2 separate regions of the Rattus norvegicus genome follow, and region 2 is linked to region 1. A link is a contact called in public Hi-C data. All regions are on one chromosome and are shown on one strand. Each heading gives the region's core, a stretch centred on a gene start, on an enhancer-like site or on the middle of the called end of the contact. The rest is flanking DNA. Distances are from core to core; before and after follow the strand shown. Region 1 has its middle 46 kb from the start of Rbm45. Region 2 holds the start of Osbpl6 (oxysterol binding protein-like 6).

Evidence for each region. A called contact is a pair of places that touch in the nucleus more often than the background predicts.
Region 2: a Hi-C map of the A7r5 cell line shows a contact between it and region 1, with 1.4 times the contacts expected there. The contact joins the promoter of Osbpl6 here to the enhancer-like site in region 1. A contact is called at or near these places in 2 of 12 Hi-C or Micro-C datasets (the A7r5 cell line and frontal cortex).

Annotation. Positions count from the first base shown.
Region 1 is chr3:81,756,984-81,761,629 of GRCr8, forward strand. It overlaps a transcript of Osbpl6 not described here. Among named protein-coding and RNA genes, the nearest start is that of Rbm45, 46 kb to the left of the region's middle. Within about 2 kb of position 2,683, at least 10 of the 93 cell types and tissues checked have an H3K27ac peak or open chromatin away from gene starts, as enhancers often do. A contact at or near this core is called in the A7r5 cell line, where this site is marked.
Region 2 is chr3:81,844,323-81,848,971 of GRCr8, forward strand. Osbpl6 (oxysterol binding protein-like 6) reads left to right here and starts at 1,709. Exons shown (of 26, transcript NM_001107735.1): 1 at 1,709-1,763; 2 at 1,909-2,058.

The DNA.
Region 1 (4,646 bases), core at 1,433-3,932:
ACTTTGGCCAGGAATAGGACCTTGACATGTCGGTTTTGCCTTACCTCTTATAGAGACACCCCTTCAAACCTGTAAAGGCAGAAGGAAAAGTAACACCCATTTATTTTTAGAATCTTTTTTTTCAGAAGTCAAACTAAAAATAAACTTGGCCTCAATTTTCAGCTGTAGGTGCTACCTCACATGCCCTAAACTAGAGCTAAGTTTTATTTACTTATTTATATTGTAGCGTTGGGGATAGAACCTGGGATCTTTGGGATCTAGGTGAGTGGTCCACCACTGAGCTACATCCTCATCTCGTTGTTGTAAATCAGTATCACACGGAATAAATACACTAGATACCTAAGTAACTAAAGGAACATTAAAGTAAATATATTTTGTCATGTGTTATTTCTGGAGACAAAGTTGAAAGTCTGGATTTATTTTAAATTATTTCATATTTTTGCTTTCTGTTTATCTATAGCAGCTAGACAAGCTTTTGCATATTCTCACTCCATCAGGCAGAGCATCTGAACAGTGTTTATTGTATAATTTCCCAGGAATAGAAAGAGTGGCGCAGTTTGAATGGCACGTGGATTGTGAAAAGACATTAATATATTCTTTTTGATCCCAGTAAGTTTCAAATTGAGGCAAGAGCTACACGAGAGAGAGAGAGAGAGAGAGAGAGAGAGAGAGAGAGAGAGAGGAGAGAGAGGAGAGAGAGAGAGAAAGAGAGAGAGAGAGAGAGGAGAGAGAGAGAGAGAGAGGAGAGAGAGATCTGCAATGTAGGGCTCATGTAAAAAAAAAGCCGCCTAGAAACACAGGGGAGGAGGACAGAGTTGACCCCAACAGAAGCAGATGGTGAAGTAAAGGCTCAGCAGAAGGGACGGAGGAGACCGTGACCTCACCTGTCTTTCACCAACAGAGGAAATCAAAACACGGACCCCAGAAGCTATGAAGAGCAGGTATTTTGAAAACCACTTGACTCTCCATTAAAATAAAGTCTTTAAATATCCTGGAAACCATAAAAGCAATAAAATGTAAACAAAAACAAAAGAGCTCTAGCCCCATGTGATGAAAGATCACACATGTAACGGACAGAAGATAAAATTTATTGTTAGAGACTGTTCACAGCATTCTTAATGTCCAAATTGCTCCTATGTATCAAGAAGAGAAAAACGACTGATAACCCAGTAGAAAAGGGTAAAGGAAATAAACAAACCATTCATTTCACAGAAAGTTAATTAGAAGTGGCACATAAATGCAAAATCATGCTTGCTTCCTGAGGAGAGAAATGCGAGCTTACAGTACTGAATTCCTTGTACTGGCAAGCATCATAACCCTTTTCATGCATTATGGTGACATGGCTTTCAGAAATCAGTGAGCGTCATGGTTTATAGTTAGGTGAACAAGATGGCAGATGTGACACCTAGGGATAGCATCATTCGGCATTAACTCCCCAAGTTAAAAATTTATTCTAGGGACCTCGAGGGGTTTCTCTATTAATATACTTTGCAGGATGAATTTGTGTAGAAATTTATTATAGTATTGATTAAGGAAGAAGCATTAAAAGTTATCCTGAACTGACTAAATAATTTGGATGCAGAAACAAAATCAGATTGCTATCGAAAGTGCAAGACTACCCAGAACACTGTTGGCACTCGAAGACCTCTAGGCTGGAAGAACAGATCAGGGCACAGGTTAGAAAATGACCGTTCATGTTAAATATTAGAAAATGACTCTTCTTGTCAAGTATGAACTCGAGCGCACTTTCGCTTGTAACCGTAAATGCTGTTCCATAAAACAAAACAAAACAAAAAAACAAAAACAAAAACAAAAACAAAAACAAAAAACCCCCAAAATACCTCAAAACGACAATTGCCTCTTGGAAAGAAAAGTATGGGGTCCGGATGGATATGGAGAGACACTTGTTTTCTTGCGGTGCCCTATTCTTTCTTTTAGATTGTTAAGTGCAAGAATTCATTGTCTATTCAATTAAAAAGTCTCCTGGGGATCTTTCACACTGATCAGTTTTGTTGAGTTTTGTCAGCAGTGGAACTTCTTGTAACGTTGGGGTTATCACATCGGGGGTGGGGTGGGGGCGGGGTGGGGTCAGTCTCTTGCTGGAAGCACATGCTTATTTCCACAAACAGTCACTGATACTAACAACCTGGCAGGTTAGAGGTCCATGCAGAAGGACACGGGGAGCCTTTGTCCTTTGGAACGTATTAACACATCTTGGTTTTCTATAGTTCCCCTGCTTCCGTCATTGCTCTCCCAGCTAGCTGTTCTCACGGGTGAGACTCACAGAACACGGAGTAGGACCCAGGTGGATGGGAATGAGGAAAAATGTGGAAGGCAGTAATGGTAGAAGCCTGGGACTGGGAGGGCGCAGAGACTGACAGCAGTTGCTCTGCCTGATTGTGTGCAGCCATAGTAGAACTGAGGAGACCATGATGCTGTAGGTCACCGTCTTTATCACCTGTAACCCCTCCCCCCAGGGGGGTGAGTTATCTCTGGTCCAGGAATCTGTAGTGTTTAATTGTCTTTGGTTCTGGGATTCATTTCTGGCCATCACTGGTCCTCTCTTAGCTCTCTTCATTCCTGTAAACATTCCCTGGAATTTGTTTTTATTACTTGCTAAGTCTTTGCTGGGTTCTACTCTCTTAAGAGCGATTGCATCATCATGCCCTTGTCCTCACACCTCTGAAGAATGCCAGCTATGTACAGCCCAGCATAGTGAGACGCAGGAGAGGTAATGCAAGGACAGTCGGTAGATCGTTCAACTTAGAAGAATAGCCATGTGCTGGCAGGACTCTCATTGGCAATAACACAAATAGTTATGAGCTGGCTGCCATGCTGAAAAGTAAGTTTTCCAAAGAGAAATAAAATACACTAGTCATGAATTAACCATGCATCCAAATCTATTGAGTAAAATAATATGACCATTTCTGCTCCAAGGACGGTCTCTGTGTGTATGTGTCTTTCTGTTCCTTTCATACAGGTTTATTTAGAAGTGGATGGTGAGAGGCAGGGGATCCAGCAGGCTTGGTACAGCATGTTGGGTGGTGGGGAGTCTTTGGTGTTGAAGCTGGGAAACTTGAAGAACAAAAGCAGATAGAAGTGAGTGGGAAAGGTTGGAGAAGTGCCTGTCACAGAAGAGAGGGCATTGTAGTGACCTCAGAAGGCTGATTTTTTTTTTTGAAAGACACATGAAAGAAGCTGAAGGACTTCTGTTTACCTTCCCAGCCTGGAGAGATTTCAGGATGTACGTGATCTTTAGCTACTGTATCTGGAATTTCTATTTCCTAGTGGAATTTTGAGAGCAGGTTTCATGTAACTACATTTTGTTAGGAGATTCTCTAGTGTGTTGGATCCAGGTGAGCGTGGTGTCATGCTAAACTGCATTCTCTTTGCTATTCCATCGGTTTCTTTCAGGGTATTCCTCTGTGGAAATAGGCTGTCTCCTAGGAAGTTTTGTCAGTGTAGACCCTTTTCAGCAAAGTGGTTCATATTTGACAGGAAGGGCCCTGGAATGAGCATCGTGGATACCCAGGTTCTATTCCCGTCTTACATTTGCAAAGCAACCGAGCCTGGGTCAGCGATCTCTCAGATCCCGTTTCCTTGTATTAGGAATGATCAGACAGTAGAGTGCCTCTGTAGACGGGAAGTCGAAATGTTAAGCACCACGTAAGGCTCATGTTTACATTAGGTGAACTAACTTGTGTTATTGATATTTTATGCTTACGTAGTCTAGGCTGGCCTCCAGTTCACTCTGTAGCCAAAGATGGCCTTAAACTTCCAACCCTCCTGCCTCTGCCTCCTGAGGATTACAGAGGTGGGCCACCATGCTGGGATCCTACATTCTCCTCCCCTATGGTTGTTCATTGATTGCAGATATGAGGTTTAACCTTCTTTTACTAGTACTGTAGACCTTAGAAGAGACGTGGAAGTCAAGTATAAATTAAAATTTCATTATATTCAGTGATCTTTCTTAAATTTTTTCTGTCTTAGGATTCTTTGCAAGTTAGTTTGTCATAAGAGAAAGATCGAAGCTGGAAATCCTGGTGTGTTTGGGCTCACTTGTTGAACCTCTGAGGGGGTGACAAGCCCACTCCAGGCTGCTTCTGGGAATGATGGCTAAGGCTGTCTGTTTTTGTCTTCTCAGCCATAGGTCATTGCCCATTCCATACCCGACCTGCCTTAGCCTCTGTCTACCTCTAAGGACACCTCCCCCATCCTTCACAAGTCCCCAGGGTGTCACTGTTGTCCCCCATACCTTCTTGCCTCCTGTGCTCTGTGTTCCTCTGGCCCAAAATTTGTTTTGAAAATTGGATACTGTTTTGGAAGTCCAGAAGCTTCTCTTGGCTTTATTTGTGTTGCTATTTTAATTGCTGGCATGCTAGGGGTTGAACATGGGGCCGTGAATGCTCTAGGCAGCTACTGGACTACTGAGCTATGTCTCTCAGCCTCGTGGGCTTGGTATATTTGTTTGTTTTCGGAGACAGAGTCCTGCTCTGTAGCTCAGGCTGGCTTTAGACTGTACATTCTCTGGCCTCAGGTCCTATCCTAAGGCTGAAATTATAGGGTTTGTCACTAACTCCTGCTTGGAACTGCTCTATTTGCTTTTAAATACTTTTTCCCCATGTAATTAATTAATTAATTAGCAT
Region 2 (4,649 bases), core at 459-2,958, 86 kb after region 1:
TGAGAGTGTACTCTCAGAACAGAAGTCACTCTGAGACCAGGGTGACCTCACAGGAGGAGAATAGATCAAAAGCCCCAGGGGAGGGGAGGGGAGGAAAATCAATGAATTATCCAGGGACTGAGACTTAGAGTGAGATTTTGAAGGGCGCATTGGCCAAGAGGATAGGAGAAGGAAATGGAGAAATGGGAAAGTGTTCCTTGGGCCCAGACTGTGAGGATTCATAGAGGATGTGGGGAAGAAGGAATGTTCTTAGTTGGGGGCCCCGAGACTCACTCTGCATCACCCTCTTCTCTGCTGAATTTTAGTGGTGGGATGGAGGGAAGTGTCGGAAACCCTGTCTGTATCACATGATCCTCTCTACTTCTTGATCATTCCACTTTGGGACAATAAGAAGTTGGAAAGAATGTCTAGGAAGAAGATGAGGTAGGGGAGAGGAAACGGAACTTCCTCATAGCCCAGGACTCTATATACTTGACAGAATCTGTCACTGACAAAGGCCAGGAGAAGGCGGCTAGTAGAGTTTCTACTCTGAAAATTTAGATCTCACCATCTGCCTACAATTAATTATGTGAGATGAAAGGGCATGAGTGGAATCCTGTGTGCCAAAAATAAATAAATAAATAAATAAATAAATAAATAAATAAATAAATTGCCATGCCTCTCACAGGAACAATCTTGGTGGCTATCAACCATACTCCATTCTTGCCGTCAGCGTCATCTACTGCTAAGTTTGCTTAGATCTACAAAGTGTAACACATATAATAGATTTATTTTTGATGCAGGGGATGGAGAGAACTTTGCAAGAAATGCTTTGGGGCAGAAAGATATTAAACAATCAAGAGGGACATGGTTGCTCCCTGTGATGCCAACACTTAGGAAGCTGAGGCAGGAGGATCTGCAGAAGTTCCAGGCCAATGTGGACTGCAGAATAAGACCCTGTCTTACCCCCACTCGCCCTTAAAAAAAGAATAACCAGTCTACTCATAGCATTGAGGGTGGGCAGGGCTCTTTTGAAGTTAGAGTAGGCCATGGTCTGTTAGAAAGGGGATAGGGACTCACTTTCCAATAATTAAACCCCCAAAATAGTTTTTTTATTTCCTTTCCTTTCCCCCAAGACAAGGTTTTACTCTGCAACCCAGGCTGACCTCTAAATCAAAATTCTCCTGTCTCAGCCTCCCAGGAACTAGGAGGACGGATGTGGATCACAGCATCTGGCTTGATGAATACTTTTAGTGCTGTGTTGTGAAGAAATGAACTTGCCAGAGAGGGGTCGTTGGCTTGAGGTGAAGGGCTGCCTTTGTGTTTCAGTGTCAGAGGGTACCTGGTGTCATTGGTGAGGCGTCTGCTTTGGGACTGGCTTCTTTCTTTATTCTTAAAGTAAACATTTGTTTTCTCAGTCTGTGTATCTTGGCTTCCCGAGAGACAATGCCAAGTTGAAAACTGGATTCTGTGATAGTACCGTCCGGAGCGATGGGTCTACTCTTGAAAGGCAAATTGGACGACCCCTGGGTCTTATCAGGAGATTCACGAGCTCACGTGACGATCTCGGTTCACATCTGTTATCTCTACAGCACTGCCTAGTATTTATTCAGGTTTCGTCAGGAAGCTGAGCTTGCTTCTAGACAATGGACTACTAGACTTTGTCCTCACTGAGAGTATTCGCTGTGTCACCTGAAGGGTTCTACTCAAGACTCTGGGCAGCGAGCAGGTGTGAATCAGCAATGTGAACACTGGGGAGGTCAGTGGTCATGTCTTCGCAGTCGGCTAAGACGGAGCTGAGGCAGTAAAAGCCGAAATGGCTGTCCGTCCAAGCCTCCTCATCCAGAGAGCTGTGGGGAGGCATCTTTCTGAGGGTCACTTGGACATTCTGTGGAAACGCCCTGTGTGATTGTCCTTGTTCTTTTCCAGGTTCTTACTGGGAAGCCAATAAAAGAAGACAGTTAAGGCACCAGCAGTGCCAGCGGGGCTGACAGACTGCAGCAAAAGAACAGAGGCCAGGCCACTGAGAAGCAGTTGTAATGGTACAGCCAAGCTAGAAGACTCTGACACGAGGCAAAGGTGAGTGTGAAGAACACACACCTCCAGCAAATGCAGGGTGGGTCAGGCAGTCTGAATAACACCAACAGTAATGGCACGTCACCACGCCATAGCGAGGGGCTTCTTTATAACCTCTTGTGTATCCGATCTTAAAATAGTGCATCAAAATCCAACGTGTAGTCATCTCAGGAAAAAGTTCCCTTTGGCTTTCTTCTAAAGGAAAGGACATACATGTTCAAAAGTGTTGGTTAACTTTTATATTTCTATCTACAATATCATGGGGGAAGCAAGACACTACCCTTCACTTCTTGAGTGTCAGCTTGCAGACCTCAGCATAAACATGGCTGCAGTGTTACCTATGGTTTCCTTATATGGTTGCATGCAAATAGCACTGTATGAGCACGCGTACATTTCTGGTTTTTGTTTTGTTTTGTTTTGTTTTGTAAAGAGACTTGGTTCTGCTTTTGCCCGTGAGACTAAAACAACGAGTCCAGAGCCAGCCGCCATTTGATATATTAGGCCATGTGAGTTTGACCTTCAACCTTTGGACGTCCCCCCACCCCCACTCCCCGCACCATGGCTATCAACAGCACACTGCCTTCCCCGTGTGGAAGGCTGTGGTGCTAGTGCTTGCCCTTGGGGGAGGTTTGCATGCTGCATACCCTCCACTCACACTTTCTTATTCTGGGTGCAGGCAGCAGCTATGATAGCAATGATGATGATGATGTAGACATTTGTGATCTGCGGAGCATTAACATGGATTATACCACTCTCCTAGTTCCTTCTTGGGCGCTTAGGATCCAAAGTTAGGAATAGTGTAATCATATAATGTGAGGAGCTTTCTGCTCATAGGCACATCAGTTCAAATGACAGCTTGCAAACTAATAGGACGCAGGTGAATTTTTAGACCATGATTTCATATATATCTTTTTTAAAAAAAAAATCAGTTTACTACATATAATAACCACTTCCCGTAAAAAGTCAGAAATCCTCTATTAGAAAAATGCGCAATGTGATCTCGTTACCACCCTAATGATTACTATCGGATAGTCTTTAGCCTTCCATCAATATTTAATCAACTAGTTCTACAGATCGATGGTACCTGCCAGGCATCTACTTGAAAGCCAGGCCGTTTAAGAGCTCTGCATTTTTTCTCTTTCTTCGCGTGAGCTCATGTCTGTGAACTTCAACACAGCTGTCTTTTTTCTCTGCCATTATTCTAATGTTTGCTATTTTATATCAAACATGAGCTTTGAGAAGAATACCCTTAGGGACTTACTAAATTTACCTGGAAAAAAAGAAAGCCAAGGTAGGATGGCCCACTGATCTGGAGAGATATGATTAGCCCAGGGATGCAGCCTGAGTTGTTTTATTTACACACGGTGTTGGCATCTTTTTGTTTGCCTTTGTTTTTGTTTTTGTTTTTTTTTTGAGATGGGGTTTCTCTGTGTAGCCCTGGCTGACCTGGAATTTACTCTGTGGACCAGGCTGTCCTTGAATTCAGAGATGTGCCTGCCTCTGCCTACCACTTGCTGAGATTAAAGGTGTATGACCCTACCGCCAGCTCAGTGTTGTCATCTTAAAGTTGGGTATTTTATGACGTTAAGAGTTCCATTATTGGATTTAATTGTCACGCTACCAGGATGTAGAAGCAACTCATTGATCTAATTCTTCTTTGTATGACTTCTGTAGGGAGTGAGAGTCCATTTTCTAGCTGGCACATCTGGGCTTAGGGGTGATTCAGTGAGCAATTTGCTGTGCCCTTTATCTGTACAACAATGTAACAGTGAGAGATATTGCCACCAGAGTGCACAGTGTGATGCATTTAGTCAAGACTTTCCCCCCAACTTGATCAATATCCTGTTGAAAATTGAAATTCATTCAGCAATACTGCTGTTAATTCGAATTGGGCTCAACTGTGGGTCTTTGCTGTGGAATCCTTTCACTATGAGTCATTGTGGGTGAAGCACTTCCCTGCCCACATTAGCTAAACTCAGAGGTGGAAGACTGAGGTGCTCTCAATGCAAGGCTTTCTGGAAAGAGAGAGAGAGAGAGAGAGAGAGAGAGAGAGAGAGAGAGAGAGAGAGAGAGAGAGAGAGAAAGAAAGAAGAAGGAAGGAGAGAAGGAAGGAAGGAAGGGAAGGAGGAAGGAAGGAGAGAAGGAAGGAAGGGAGGATGGATAGATAGATAGATAGATAGATAGATAGATAGATAGATAGATAGATAGATAATATTTTACTGGAACAATTTACAGAAGTTTCGCCATGACTCATTTTGATTCTGTCTCTTAAACGGATTTTAGAACTAGGCTGTTCATTTTCAAATATTGACACAATAAGTGAAGAATAGGACTATATTTTTAAATGTAGCTTGGGGTCAGGGTGCTAGCCCATTTCTTTTTTTTTTTCTTTTTTCTTTTTTTCTTTATTAACTTGAGTATTTCTTATTTACATTTCGATTGTTATTCCCTTTCCCGGTTTCCGGGCAAACATCCCCCTAGCCCCTCCCCCTCCCCTTTTAAATGGGTGTTCCCCTCCCCAACCTCCCCTCATTACCGCCCTCCCCCCAACAATCACATTCACTGGGGGTTCAGTCTTAGCAGGACCAAGGGCT